Linked DNA regions of Mus musculus: region 1 is linked to region 2. The links are chromatin contacts, called in public ChIA-PET maps. All regions are on one chromosome and are shown on one strand. The core of a region is the stretch at or near the end of the contact, and the rest is flanking DNA. Distances in the headings are between cores, read along the strand shown.

Region 1 (7,512 bases), core at 3,939-6,438, 590 kb after region 2:
AAATAAATAAATAAAAAAAGGTCTCGGTCTCTTTCTCTCTCCCATTCATGAAGGCCAGAGGTGTTAGATTCCCCTGGAGTGAGTCACAGCCTGACACGTATACATCCTGGGAACTGAACTTGGGTCCTCTGCAAATGCTCTTGACCATTGATTGAACCATCTCTCCAGCCCCAACCTTTTCTTTTTGTAACAGAAGAGGGTGAGGTTAGGGAGGTTATACTTTGAAGACCTTGTATTCTCTTTATTTGTTGTTGCAGAGTCAACAGTTTGAGGCTGCTCTCCCTCAAAATGTACTTAATCAAAGAATTTAAAGCAACTTGGAAATTGGCAGAAAAAGGAGAAGATGTTTAAAGAGCTCACCAAATACCCACTGAGAGCGTATGCACATTCATCTAGGCAGGTAATGACTAGTCTGTGTTTACTGAGAAGAAAGAATCCCAGTTAAGTGGGCATGGCTAAAAGGGGAGGGTAGTGGAGAGTGCGTGACGGCTGCATGTAGTGGTTTAGGAATGACTAGAGGGGTCACGGGTAAAACAGTTAAAAGCAAAGTAAGTATGAAATGCTGTAGCCTAAATTGGCCCATTGACTGACAAACACAAATGCACATTGAGCCACACACAGGGCAGGCACACGGGGCAGACATGCAGGGCAGGAATGAAGGGCAGGTACAGGGCAGGCATGAAGGGCAGGCACACAGGGCAGGCATGCAGGGCAGGCACAGGGCAGACACACAGAGCAGGCACACAGGGCAGGTATACAGGACAGGTACACAGGGCAGGCACACAGGGCAGGCACAGGGCAGGCACACAGGGCAGGCATACAGGACAGGTACACAGGGAAGGTACAGGGCAGGCACACAGGGCAGGCACACAGGGCAGGGATGAAGGGCAGGCACACAGGGAAGGTACAGGGCAGGCATGCAGGGCAGGCACAGGGCAGGCATGAAGGGCAGGCACACAGGGCAGGCACGCAGGGCAGGCACACAGGGCAGGCATATAGGGCAGGTACACAGGGCAGGCATACAGGGCAGGCACACAGGGCAGGTATACAGGGCAGGTACACAGGGCAGGCACACAGGGCAGGCACACAGGGCAGGTATACAGGACAGGTACACAGGGCAGGCACACAGGGCAGGCACACAGGGCAGGCATATAGGGCAGGCACACAGGGCAGGCATGCAGGACAGGTACACAGGGAAGGTACAGGGCAGGCATGCAGGGCAGGTACACAAGGCAGGCATACAGGGCAGGCACACAGGGCAGGCATGAAGGGCAGGTACACAGGGCAGGCATGCAGGGCAGGTACACAGGGCAGGCATGCAGGGCAGGCACACAGGGCAGGCATGCAGGGCAGGTACACAAGGCAGGCACACAGGGCAGGCACCCAGGGCAGGCATGCAGGGCTTGAGATCCCCTGAAACTGCAGTTATAAGGAGTTGTATAGGTGCTGTGTTTGTGAACACACTGAGGTCACAAGCAGAGTTACTTATATATGGCTTACCTCTTCCCAGCAACATTCAGAACTTGCTCTTTAGACCACAGGAGGATCCTTCACCCGTTGGAGCAATCCTCCGAGGGAAGGTAAGAACATGCTAGTAAGCAAAGGTATCTTTGTGCCAGCCCAGGCCTTTATGATTCGAGATAATTTATCTTGTTTCCCTAACAGATTATCTATGGATAGGACACTCACTTGTTTTATACACTTTCCACCACCCACCTGCAGTGCCACAGTGGACTGTGCTCCTGGCAGGGAAGAGCAACTCAAAGTCCTTCCCAGCTGTAGTGGCTATTCCTGGTTGTCAGCTTGACTATATCTGGAATGAACTACAATCCAGAATTGGGAGGCTCACCTGTGATCCTAATCTGGAGGCTGAGAGATACAAGTTTCTGACCTGGATCTTGGTATGGAGATCTTGAGGCACAGTGGCTATGAGTTCCAGAAGATTAAGACAGGGAGATCTCTGAGTTCAAGGTCATCTGGGATTAAAGGTTTGGTGGCACACACCTTTAATCTGGGCCACACCTTCTGCTGGAGACCTACATAAGGACGTTGGAAGAAGGAAGATTTACTCTCCCTCTCCTTCACCTGCTTGCCCTGTGGGACTGAGCAACTGCTAGATCCTTGGACTTCCATTCACAGTTGCTGCTGACCATTTTTGGGAGTTGGACTGCAGACTGTAAGTCATCAACAAATTCCTTTACTATATAGAGACTACCCATAAGTTCTGTGACTCTAGAGAACCCTGACTAATATACCAGCCAAATTCTAATGCACTTGAATTACAGGAACTCAGGATATGGCCCCCTCATGCCTTTAATCCTAGTTACCATTGTCCTTTAATCATAGGACATTGGCTGCCTCTGTTGGAGAACAGCCACATTCAGGGACAGGGAGGGGAAAGGGACTGGGAAGAGACCATCAAGATGGCAGCCGGGGGTGGGGGGGTTGGGCTGGTGAGATGGCTTAGCGGTTAAGAGTGCCCACTGCTCTTCCAAAGGTCCTGAGTTCAAATCCCAGAAACCACATGGTGGCTCACAACGATCCGTAACGAAATCTGATGCCCTCTTTTGGAGTGTCTGAAGACAGCTACAGTGTACTTACATATAATAAATAAATAAATAAATAAATAAATAAATAAATATTAAAAAAAAAAAAGATGGCAGCCAGGATCCTGGGAAACTGCTCCTGGACAGGTGAGGAGACCCTGTAGTGACGGCCTGGGCAGACACAGACAAAGGGGTAGAGCAGGTCTGGGTACTGTTGGAGACATGTGGTAGTGACGGCCTGGGCAGAAATGAATATTAATACATGAAAAGCACTTCCTGGCTCACAATGAATGGCAGAATGTTAGGTCTGGTGATGATGGTGATGATGGTGATGGTGATGATGACGATAGTCAGCTATCTTGAGAATTATGGTGAAAAGCTCAAGGTCAAATCTCTCCTTATACAGTAGTAGAAGATGAGATGGCAAGGGGATGAACTGACCAGAGCACCTTGGATTTCAACTTTTGCCTTTACTCTCTCTTCCTATGACTCCTCAGAAAGCTTTACTTGAAAATTAGCCAAAACCTCTGGCCAATAAAATCTTACGTATCTACCGTATTAGATCTTTTTTCCCAAGATCCTAAAAGATATTTTTTAAAGATCAATAAATTAAATACTATAGAAATGGCTTATGATTCTACATGCTTACCCAACAGTATAAATAGTTTAAAATTATTTTTGATAAATTTCAATTTGCATCAGCATTAATTTTAACAATAAAATTAACAAAGCCATAGCCACTTATTTAAAACTCTGAAAGGGGCGGGGGACTTAGGATAGCTGATTTCTTTTCCACGTTAAGAAATGGGATGAGTCTGTGGGTGGCCAACAGCTTGGGAGGGTTGTGGGGTGCTGTCTGCCCTGAGGCATTGTTCAGTCAGGCTAATTTCCTCACCCCATTTGTCTAGAGAACTAGGACTTCACTGGTCCCTGGGTATCAGGGAAAAGCTGTGGTGCTTCCAACGGGAGGCAGTCCAGGCTGGTCACCTCAGGGTGTTGCTTGGTGTTTGGCTTGGCTCAACCACGTGAGACTCTTATCTTCACATTCCTAAACTGGGCCACAGGAAGGACAGTTTAAGTGGGATGTCACACAGATCTGGAATTCTCGTCTCAATGTCCAGAAATTCTTTCTTCCTTCTGTGTCTTTTTTTTTTTTTTTTTTTTTTTTTTTTTTTTTTTTTTTTTGGTAGCATGCTGCTTAAAAACAAAAAACAACCAACCAACCAAAACAAACAAACTAAAAAGACCCCCAACAACAACCAAAACAAAACAATCCAACCAACCAGGTGTGTGGCTGATGCTAAGTAGGTGGTTTTGTAGTTTGTGTTGAAGGGCACAGGACAAACCTTGAAATGTTAATGAAAATGTTAAAAAAACCAGGTATCCTAGGTTGTATTCAAAACCATAATCTTCTGTGGAGATTGGTCTGTGGAGGAGGTGACAAAGATAGTCTCCATGTGTGCTTTACAAAGACGTCCAACGCCACTGAGTAAGACCAACATCTTGGCCTGTAAGATGGGGGACGGGGTGAGGTTCATAAGTGTAGGCAGTGAAACTATTCTTCAGACATTCTGGACACAAAATTTTCTTTCCACGCGTTTGTGTTTGACCTTGGACTAATTAAATTATCCTTGCATTTTTCTGTTTGCTAATACCTAAAATAGGGCGAGTAGTACGATTTGCTTCACAGAGCTAAAGTGAGAACAAACAGCCTCAGTGTCGTGCCTGCTACAGACAGTAAGCCCTCAGTAAATTATTAGTAAATTATTATTAGAGCACTTTAAAGTTACAAGAACATTTCACTTAAAGACCCTTTTAGTTGGAGTAAGGTGGGAGCAGAAGACAACCATTGCAGCGGAATTAGTGCCTTCCAGAGCTAAGAAACAGGAGCAGGGGCAGAAGGAGGGGAGTCCCGAGTTAGCTCTATATGTGCGTGTATGGGTGTGTGTGTGTGCGCGCGCGCTGTGGAGTGCTGGACCTGGGACCCTCTACGAAGCCCCTCCTTACTCCTGTGTTTCAGGGAATCCATAGTTTCCTTTACCAGAAAAGCAAGGATAATATTTAAAGAATAACTGGCGAGAGTCGAAGCATTAACCTGCTTCTGGGTCAGGCTAGGCACACACAGCAAATGCCTACATAGCCCTTCGGTTCCAGGCTTGTTTCTTTGCGGCTTGGTGCAGCAGTCACTCCTTAGCACCCCGCCTTCCTCCCTGGAGACGCGGGCGAGGGGCACACAGCAGCCAGACCGCATCGCACCGCACCGCACCGCGGCGCACGCGCACTCGCTCGCCTAGCACCCGGGAAGGGAGGGTGGGCGGGGAGGCCTGGAAAGTTCCACCGGGTTCCAGAGCCCAAGGTTGGTAGGCGCGGAGGCGGCGGGGAGCGGGTGCGTGCCGAGCGAGGAGACGGCCTCCGACGGGCTGCTCGAGACCGTGTCCACGCTCCGCAGGCTCGGGGGACACAGACACGGCCCGGGAGGGCAAGCAGGAAGCCGTTGAGGTGCAAGTGCAAGGCGCCCTCCGGGAGAGGGGCGGGGCGGTGCCGGGTGGGCGGGGCTCTCGGTGGGCGGGGCGAGCCGTCTGCGCAGCTGCCGGAGCCTTTAAACCCGGCCTCGCGGGGTCGCACGGTGCTTTCGCCGTCCGGGAGCTGACCGGCCGTGTTCCTCTCTCGTCTTCCTCTGCGCCCCGCGTCCCCGCCCTCGCGACCCCGGCTCTCCTGGACTCGGCGCCGCCAACCTGGGCGATGCCCCGCTACGAGTTGGCTTTGATTCTGAAAGCCATGCGGCGGGTAAGTGACCTTCCCTCAGACCGAGTTCCCGCGCGGGCGCGCCCCGCCGCCTCTAGGCCTCCCAGTCCCGCGTGTCCTGCCTGCTGGACACCGGGTCCTCTCGCGCGGTGCGCGGGTGGTCGCGGGCGCAAAGTGGGGGGGTGGCGCGTGGGTCAGGCGCTCGGCGCGGCCGCGTGCGCGCGGGAGGCGGGGGGTGTGTATGCCCGCGCGTGTGCGCGGTCGCGGGAGGGGGTGTGCCGAGCAGGGGGCGGGGCGGGCCTCGGACCCCGGCTCTCCGGAGTCCGATGGAAGGACTGCGGGAGGACACACGCGCGAGAACCCAGGCCAGCCCCGCTCTGCGCCCACGCGTCGAGAAGCTGCTCGTCGTCCCCGCCGGCCGCTGGTCCCGATCGCCTGCCCTCAGCGTCCGCGATCAGTTACAGCCTTCCTCCAAAGCCCGCCAGTGCCGGCTGTGTACCCACGCACTTGTCACCGCTATCACACCAAAAAGAAAAAAAAAATCTTTTGACCTTTCTTTTTCTGACTCCAGCGGAAATCCTGCTCCGGGTGCCCTTAGCCCAGTTTTATTCATCCAAGTTGTGGCCTTGCTTGTGTTTCCGAAGACATGCCTTCCCCCAGCTTTTGATTGATCTGGAGGTAGGGACTTTCAGGTTTGGAGGGATGATAAACCACCAGCAGCCGGGTCACGGACTGGGGTCGGCGGCCGGCGGAGGCAGCTATGTTCTGAGTCAGTCAGTCGTCGCTGAAATCCCCATTCTTCTGAGAGAATTCGGTAATGTAGTGTGCTTTCACGCACTCTCCTTCCCTAGCAGGTACAGTTTAAAAGAAAACAAAAGCAACCGTTGTCCTTTTTTTGAGCGTTTGGAAGCAGCTTTCTTCTAGCCCTGGGCATGTAGGCTTTGGGTCAATTTCAAGTAGTGGCTTCAGTTTGAATCAACTTAAGCCAGGGGTCACGGGCTAGGCTCTGGTGAACAGCTAACAGTCAGGCAGCAGGAGGAGATTGTTCGGTGTGCCTTGTACAGGGTTGGCTTGGAAAGGACACCAGAGCCACCTGATGGTCCTGAAGTTTGTGCCCCCAAGCTTACTGACTCCCTGGCTCCGGGAGAACATTGTCTCACCTCTGGGTAATACTTTATCTACCTTCCTTCCTCATTGGGTTTTACAGAGTTAAAAGAATAGGAACAACAGAGGGGTCAGGGTCGAGAAAGTATTAAAAAGGGACTGTTTCTGATTAAATGGAAATTACTTAAGCCTCCCTTTATACTTTTTAGGTAATGTTAGAAACTGAAAAAATGTGACCACCAAGATTCATTCCCTCAAGGTGTGAGGTAGCAGTGACCCTTTGCACTCCTTTGAATGAGAGACTCTTGCTTAGCATGGCTGCCCAGTACACTGGCTAAATGTATTTTACCATGATGTGAATATGTGTTCACTCTGATTCAAAAGTCGGGTGTAACCTGCTCAAAATCTTGGCCTGAGGGTAGGTTCAAAGCACCTTAGAGAAGAGTGAAGACGGAAGAGAGGTGCTTAAACATAGTGTGGAAGATGTGTGAAGATCCTTACAGACCCAAAGAAACTAGATAAAATGACAACCCTCGGTTTTTCGTTCTGACTTTGAGAAGGTTGTAAACAAGTAAAGATGTGCAGAGACTAGACTTTTTTTTTTTTTTTTGCTTTCAGCTTTAGAAAACTGAATTCTTACAGGGTATGTACTTGTGGGTGTAAAGGAAAATGCACTTTGTTTTAAAAGAAAATGGCACAGTGGTTTGAACACCTAGAGCAGGTGTTTAGGAAGCCACAGCTCCCACCTAGGACAGTTAGCTTTTGTAGCGGGAAGGCTTTCTAAACAGAGTTCTGAGATGCATGTTGGATGCCTGATAGTGCACCCTTCCATGTGACGGCATTCTCCCTCCTTCCTCTCCTCCAAGAGCCTTGTGTTCCAGGGCTGGGAGTAAGCAGGCGCTGAAGCAGAAAAGGGAGTTGAGAGACTGACTGCAGTCTCCTAGAGACCCTGTCTCCCACCCAGCATTGTACTCTTGTTTCTCCTATGCCTACAAAGCAGTCTTAGTTTGTCTTCCCTATTGTGACTCTTACTTTATTTTACTGTCCTTGACTTCAGGCTTGACTTACTTCAATTGAGCTTTTAGAGTTTAAATGTAAAGATGCATGTTGACATAGC
Region 2 (7,256 bases), core at 942-3,441:
CTGGGTCCCCTGTGTCTCTCCCCTCCTGGCTCTCCTCACATGACTGCTTCAGTTTGCCCCTCTGTCCACTCTGGACTCTTCCAGATGTCTCTGACTCTGGCTATGTCTCCCTTGTCTAGAATAAGAACCTCAACCCCGCCAGGCAGTGGTGGGGCATGCCTTTAATCCCAGCACTTGGGAGGCAGAGGCAGGCACATTTCTGAGTTTGAGGTCAGCCTGGTCTACAGAGTGAGTTCTAGGACATCCAGGGCTACACAGAGAAACCCTATCTTGAAAAACCAGAAGAAGTAAAGAAGAAGAAGAGAAGAAGAGGAAGGAGGAGGAGGAGGAGAAAGAAGAAGAAAGAAGGAGGAGGAGAAAGAAGAAGAAAGAAGAAAGAAGAAAGAAGGAGGAGGAGGAGAAAGAAGAAGAAAGAAGAAAGAAGGAGGAGGAGGGAAAGGGGAAGGAGAAGGAGAAGGAGAAGGAGAAGGAGAAGGAGAAGGAGAAGGAGAAGGAGAAGAAGAAGAAGAAGAAGAAGAAGAAGAAGAAGAAGAAGAAGAAGAAGAAGAAGAAGAAGAAGAGGAAGAAGAAGAAGCTGGACCCCTTCTTTTTTTCCTTTATTTATTGTCCACATCCTGCTCTCGGTGTCAGGATACCCTGTGGCTGACAGTGTGCAGGCCTTGTGTGTGCTGCCACAGTCTCTGAGTTCACTTGTCTATCAGTCCTGCTCTATCTGGAAAACACTACCTCCTTCAGTCCTCTGTCACCTCTGACGCTTGTATCTTTCTGCCTCCTTTTTGGCCTAGACTCTTGTGCCTTGGTGGGGAGGGATTTGGTGGAGACATCACATTTAAGACCTTAAGCTCTAAAGTCTCACTCTCTTCATATTGTTTAGCTATAGATCCCTGTATCAGTTGTTCTAACTCAGAGGTTCTCAACCTTCCTGATGCTGTGACCCTTAAATACAGCTCTTCATGTTGTGGTGACCCCCCAACCATAAAACTTTCATTGCTACTCCATAACTGCAATTTTGCTACACTTATAAATTGTAATGTAAATACCTCTTTTCAGATGGTCTTAGGTAACCTTTGAATAAGGATCTCCAGCCAAAAGTTGAGAAACACTGTTCCAACGAGTTTGCAAGAACTCTTGGACAGTGGGAAATAGAAACTTTAACAACCTTAAGTATGTGTCACTGGTAAGGTTCTTCCCAATGACTTAGTAGCCACGACCAAAAACTGTTGGATCCACAGATCTTTAGGACTTGTTCATTTCATGAGTCAAACAGTCGTGGGGGTTGATTCTTTCGTTTTTGTCATTCAAGGAGCTTGGGTTTGAGCCTCTTTGTCTTGTTTTAACAACAGTTGTCATAGCTGCAATAATAACCCTAAGAAGATCTGAAGAGAGAGAGGGAGAGAGAGAGATTGATTCTCTGGCAGCCCAGGCTGGCTCTCCACTCCCAATATAATGGGGGCACCCTGCTAACTACCTGCTGAGGTTACAAACATGTGTTACCATGCCCGATTCAATTATTTCATTTTTGCTGCCACGGGGTATTGAACCCAGGATCCCATGCATGCTTGTCCAGAAGCTGCCGATGTCCTCATCCATCATCTTTAAATTTTATTTCCATAGCGTAGTCTTGAGGTATGTAAGTAAATAACCTTCTCAAACGCAGGCTCGAACTCTTTACGAATAGGTGTCAGGGAACCATAATCTCAGACCACCCCAGCCCCTAGGATGTCACCTCTCCGCACACTGGAAATTACCTGCCTCTCTGATACCACCGAGGGTGCCCGGCACCCGTGGGTTCCCACACTAGGTTCCAAGAGAGCCCTTGAGGAACGAGCCATAGCTCACACACACACACAAAACCAAGAAACGAAAGCGCTCAGTGCAGGAACTCTGAGCAGGCGCTCTAGCAGCAAACTGAGTTCGCCTCTGCTGTTGGAACAATTAACGGTGGGCTTCCGGAAGTGGGGAGGGTCATGACCTGTCAGGAAACGGAAATTAAGAGGACAGTGACTGCATACTACAGGGCCTTTGCAGAGGGGGCGGAGCTTTCATCGAGGGGTGGGGCCTGAGCGGAGGGCGGGACGGGGGCGGAGCAAATAGATGGGGTGTTCCCGAAGGGCAGAGCCCGGGCTGGAGGGTGTTGCTAGGAGGGCTGCAATGGGCCAAGGATTTTTTTTGGCGCGTCACTTGAAGTGACAGAAGACGTAAGAGGTAGGGCTGTCGTAGGCTCGGCGTCTCTGGTGCTGCTGGCCCAGGCACCTCGGGTTCTGCCCGTAGCCTTAGGTGAGCGAAGGCCGAGCAACGGGGAGTAATTGCTGGGCGCAGGTAGCTTGAGTCCAGCGCTCTCACCCCGACGCCCGCCCAATGGCTCTGCTCCAGCCTGGGATTCTGACCCGGGCCCGAGCCTGGGATGGCTGGTGGGTGGGAGACCAGAGAGCAGCAGAAATGTGCTTTCCAGCCCTAGTGCGGTTTGTCCCGGGTTAACGGAGGAGTGAGATGAGAGTATCACTCCTAACAGTCGAGCAGGCTAACAAAACAATAACAAATAAGCCAGGGAACCACTGGGCTAATTACATCGGGAGAATGGCGACTGCTCTAAGGGTGAGAGACAAGAGAGATCTCTTCATAGTGATGAAAACAAACAAACAAACAACAACAATAAAACCAAAAAAGACAGCCCGGCATCCCAGCCAGAACTCCTGGAGATAAGTTCCGACTCCTCTCAGGGAGGTAAGTGATGCCCCAGGTCTCACCCTGAAGATGGCACACGGTGGAATTCATGCTAGCAGCGTGACACAGCCCAGGGGGTTGCTTTGGAACCTTTGTTCTTGGAAAGTTTTATGTTCAGCTCAGGGTGAAAAGAGTTTTATGTCTATGTTCATGTAAAATTAACAATTGAGCAGGGTGTACATTGAGAAATTAATTTTCAGGAGCTAAAGAGACGGCTCACTGGTGCTGCTGCTCTTTCAGAGGACTGCTGTTGGCGTCGTGGCTAACTCTAGGGCAGTGTTTCCCAGCCTTCCTAATGCTGCAGCCCTTTAATACAGTCCCTCGTGCTGCGGTGAGGCTCAACCATAGAATTATTTTGCTGCTACTTCATAACTGTAATTTTGCTACTGTTATGAATCATAACAGGCAACCCATGTGAAAGGGATGGAGACCCACACAGGCTGAGAACCCGTGCTCTACAGCCTCTTAATTCCATCTCCAGGAAAATCTGATCTTCTGACCTCTGCACGTATATATACTTACACACACACACACACACACACACACACACACGCATAATTAAAAACAAAAATGACTCAAAATGTGGTGGCACCCGCCTGCAATCCAACACTGAGGTAATTGAGGAAAGCGGCTCAGGAGCACCATACCCTGTGCTGGGTGATGTGAGCTTGTCTCCTGGAACTACATTAAAGATGCTGAAGTGGATGGCCAGGTGGCGCGTCTGATAGGATCTTGATTATACCAGTCATTGAGTGTATGAACTAATTTAACGTTCAGCCAGTTAACAGTTATGCCAGTCATTAAGTGTATAAACTAAGTTAACTTTCAGCCAGTTAACAATTACACCAGTCATTAAGTGTGTAAACTCATTTAACTTTCAGCCAGTTAACGATTACACCAGTCATTAAAAGCGTAAACTAGTTAAACTTTTAGCTCTCTGTTCAGCTACTATCCATTTTACAGGAGTGGAAGCTGCAGCACTGAAAGACGAAGTCGCCTACTCACACTGTACAGCCAGTTTCTGGCTTAGCAGAAGAATGTCCTTCCTTCAGAGTCAGTCCAGAGGAGAGAGCGTTGTTGCTTAGCAACTGTTGGGCTGTTGGTGTTGTTTTGTGCCCTAGTGTTTGTGCCTGCGTGTTTTCCTGTGCAGCTGTATACATTGCTTTGCACCCGGATGTGGGGGTCAGAGGTCAGGCGTCTTCCTCCATTGTTCTACATCTTATTTATTTTGAGACAGAGTCCCTAACTGAACCTGGAGCTGATTAATTCAGCTGAACTGGTTGTCCAGTGAATGCCAGGTATCCTCCTGTCTCCATCTCCTCAGCCTGGGGCTTGTGGGTACATGACTATGCCTGGCTAAGGAAGTGACTCCTCAGACTTCTGTACACACTTTACTGACTGAGCCATTTTCCCAGACTTGCTTGTGTTGATTTTTAAAATCTTGTGTCGCTCTAGGTTGCCACCCAAACTCTTGATAACTGTGGATTTCTTTCATCTCCTCCTAATTCCCTTAACAGGGCTGGGAAAGTCATTTTATGGTTTTGGTTTTTGGTTTTTTTAAACAGATACAGACTGCCCTTTTCCATGGGTGGTGATATAGGTTCTGGCCTCATTTCCTTTGTCTCTATCTTAGTGTCTTTCTCAATTATATATATATAATCTATTTTTCTTCAAAGACTTGTCTCCAATTTTCATATTTTCAATTTTTTTAAATCATCTTAGTATGTACATTCTTATTTGTAAACTTTTTCTAATTTCCCTTCACAGGTTTGTCTCCACTTTTCATTTTTCTCTCTTTCTTGTATCTCTAGCATCTTAGTATCATTGTATCTACAGCATCTTAGTATCATTGTATCTACAGCATCTTCATTCTCCCCCCCCCCCCCCCCCCCCCGCTTCAAGACAGGGTTTCTCTGTGTAGCTCTGGCTGTCCTGGAACTCACTCTATAGACCAGGCTGGCCTCGAACTCAGAAATTCACCTGCCTCTGCCTCCCAAGTGCTGCTGGGATTAAAGGCATGCACCACCACGCCCAGCTCATCCTCATTTTGATGTAGAAAATTTGTCTCCAGTTTTCATTTTTTTCTTGTTTTCTTGTCTCTCTAAAGCCGTTTTCTTTAAGAAGGCATAAGAAGCCATCTTGGCTATCAGGATTAAAATAAGGATTACCAACGTGACAGTAATCATAAGGTAATGTGTCAGTTCCAATTAGGTCTTTAACTCTCCCCGCTTTGTTTCTTTCCTTAAACCCTGGTGTTATGCAGGATCCGAAAGTTCTGTGTCACTGTGCCCCCAACTTTACACGGATTATTTCTTTAAATTTATTTAATTCTCTAAGGACTTTATTTTACCAATTTAAACTATTTGTTTTTCCTATGATTATGTATACCCAGATACTCTCTCTTACACTGTTTTTAAATTCAATATTGTACCAGTTCAGAAGTTTTAGACTTTTTAGTCCCACTGCAGCTCTGGGGAAACCTGCAGGCTCCTCAAACCAGCACGTGTCTATGGTGGCTAACTCCATCCCCATAGCTCTGTCTAACAGGCTGGTGGGCTCGTGGTTCCACCCACTTTGGGGCTGTCCCTCTCTGTGAGTGGTTATAGGCTTTTCCTGAATGGACCCAAGTTGGGCTGTCTAGCTCTCTTAAGTGTACTTTTTGGCCTTCCTCTGGAACCATATCACCATTTAGAGAAGCCACAGCTACTGTACCTGTGGGCTCTAGTGCAAGAGAGACCGAGAGGCAGCTCTAGCACCCACCAGCTGCCTTAGCTCACAGGCCTCCTCTTGGTCTCTCTCAGTGTTTTTAGCTTCTCACCCAACTAGGAAACTGCTCTGGGAAGTGCTTCTTTCCTGCCTTTCACCTGGGATTTATTTCCTCAGGCTCTAAGCTTGGATTCTAAGAGCCCCTCATTGGGCGCCATTTTTAAACCATGGGCTTATCCACATGCTCCCAAGGTCCTGAAATAATTTAATTGAATTATTTAAGAATAAATGCCTAGGCTAAAAGCTCTGGCTTGTTTCTGATAGCTTGTAACTCAGATAACCATTTGTTTTATTCTAAGTTCTGTCATGTGGCTAGTTTCCTCTCCTCAGGTTCATGCAACCTTAACCATGAACACTCAGGGTGAATCTCTTCCCATGCCTGACTCTACCCCAGAACTCTCTCTCCCTGCTGGAACTCCAACCTCCTCTTCCCTGCCTAACCTAACAAGTCAACAGCTTTTTTATTGGCAGGCGATGCTTCCATACCATGCACAAGAGATTCTCTGTACAGTTATATGAATGTTTATAACCACAGGACAAATAATCCCAGTATATTCTGTAAATATGGGGAATGGAGGAGGGGCTTACATAGACATGTTAAAGGAGTAAGGGGACCCAACTACCAAATGAAATGGCAACTTACTTCATTCTTGGAAGACTGTCTGAATCAGAGCTCTACTGTCTACCTACTAATCCTGGAAGTGTTAGGTCAGAATCAAACGACCAGCACTGGCAATTGTTTCTGAAGGCTCTGGAGCAGCCTTTGTCCCAAGCCTCCTCGTGCCTGAGGTGCAGATGGGCCTGAGCTCTCACTCCTATTGGAGGAAGAAGCTGTCTAACTATGGTCCTCGCTTGAAGTGTCCTATCGCGATGTAGCTTCTTTGGAAGTGTCTAACTCACACTTTAAGGCTACGAGATACAAGGCATTATATATTAATAAAGGCTCAATACAACAATTATAAACCTCATGTTTAAAGTCAAAGACTGTGCCATTTGGATTATATGTTATTGTGCCTATTTTTCCCATTAAAAGTTAAAATAACCATATACATACCTATGTAGCAAAAAAAAAAAAAATGTTTTGGCTAAAGCAGGGTTCTGTCTTCAGTTCCAGACATCCATGAGGGCCTTAGACTACAGTTCCCACCCATCAGATTGCCGTAGATGCTGCACCGTCTGCATGTCTTCAGCCCTGTCATCTATATTAGTATTTCATAAAATATCTGTACATTTCATAAATAACCATTTTGCTGCTCATTGGCTTCGTAGGTGGAGAAGACCTGGAACCTCCTGAGAATGGAGACGCCTGTGTCACAGATAACAGGTTTACACTAAAGTGGAGCAGCCACGGGCTGCTCCCTTTTAGTGGGCAATGGGACTCTTTCAACAGAATATCAAGCAGAGGTGTCTGATTGGCTTGTTCCATCATCATAATTCTCTCTAACTATGGGAAGCATTTGGTTGTCTCTGTTATAGGAAACCTTATGTCTACTTCACTCAATGCTTGTAACTTCGTTCCAATAAGAGACTGAGCTAACTTGTGTTATGGCTCCATAAGCACTTCCACCGAGCCTGACAGATGACAGAGATTCCCAGAAACCACGTGGAAAAAAGAACCAACTCCAGCAAGTTGTTCCCTGGCCTCTCTGCCCATGCACCTTGACATATTTGTGCACACAAGAACACAAAATACTTGTAATAAAACATGTTTTAAAGATGACAGCCATTCCTAGCCATTTCTGCCTGGATGGTCCATACTCATTAGA

Evidence for each region. ChIA-PET counts read pairs in DNA pulled down with a chosen protein or histone mark.
Region 1: an RNA polymerase II ChIA-PET map of memory CD8 T cells shows a contact between it and region 2, with 8 read pairs. The contact joins the promoter of Mrps6 here to the promoter of A930006K02Rik in region 2. A contact is called at or near these places in 1 of 484 Hi-C or Micro-C datasets (embryonic stem cells) and 1 of 115 datasets of contacts at active chromatin or transcription factors (memory CD8 T cells).

What each region holds. Positions count from the first base shown.
Region 1 is chr16:92,053,148-92,060,659 of GRCm38.p6, forward strand. It overlaps Mrps6 (mitochondrial ribosomal protein S6), which reads left to right and starts at 5,189. Exons shown (of 3, transcript NM_080456.1): 1 at 5,189-5,333. The coding sequence starts at 5,289. It overlaps Slc5a3 (solute carrier family 5 (inositol transporters), member 3), which reads left to right and starts at 5,175. Exons shown (of 2, transcript NM_017391.3): 1 at 5,175-5,333.
Region 2 is chr16:91,462,913-91,470,168 of GRCm38.p6, forward strand. A930006K02Rik (RIKEN cDNA A930006K02 gene) reads left to right here and starts at 2,192. Exons shown (of 2, transcript NR_077219.1): 1 at 2,192-2,724; 2 at 6,967-7,211.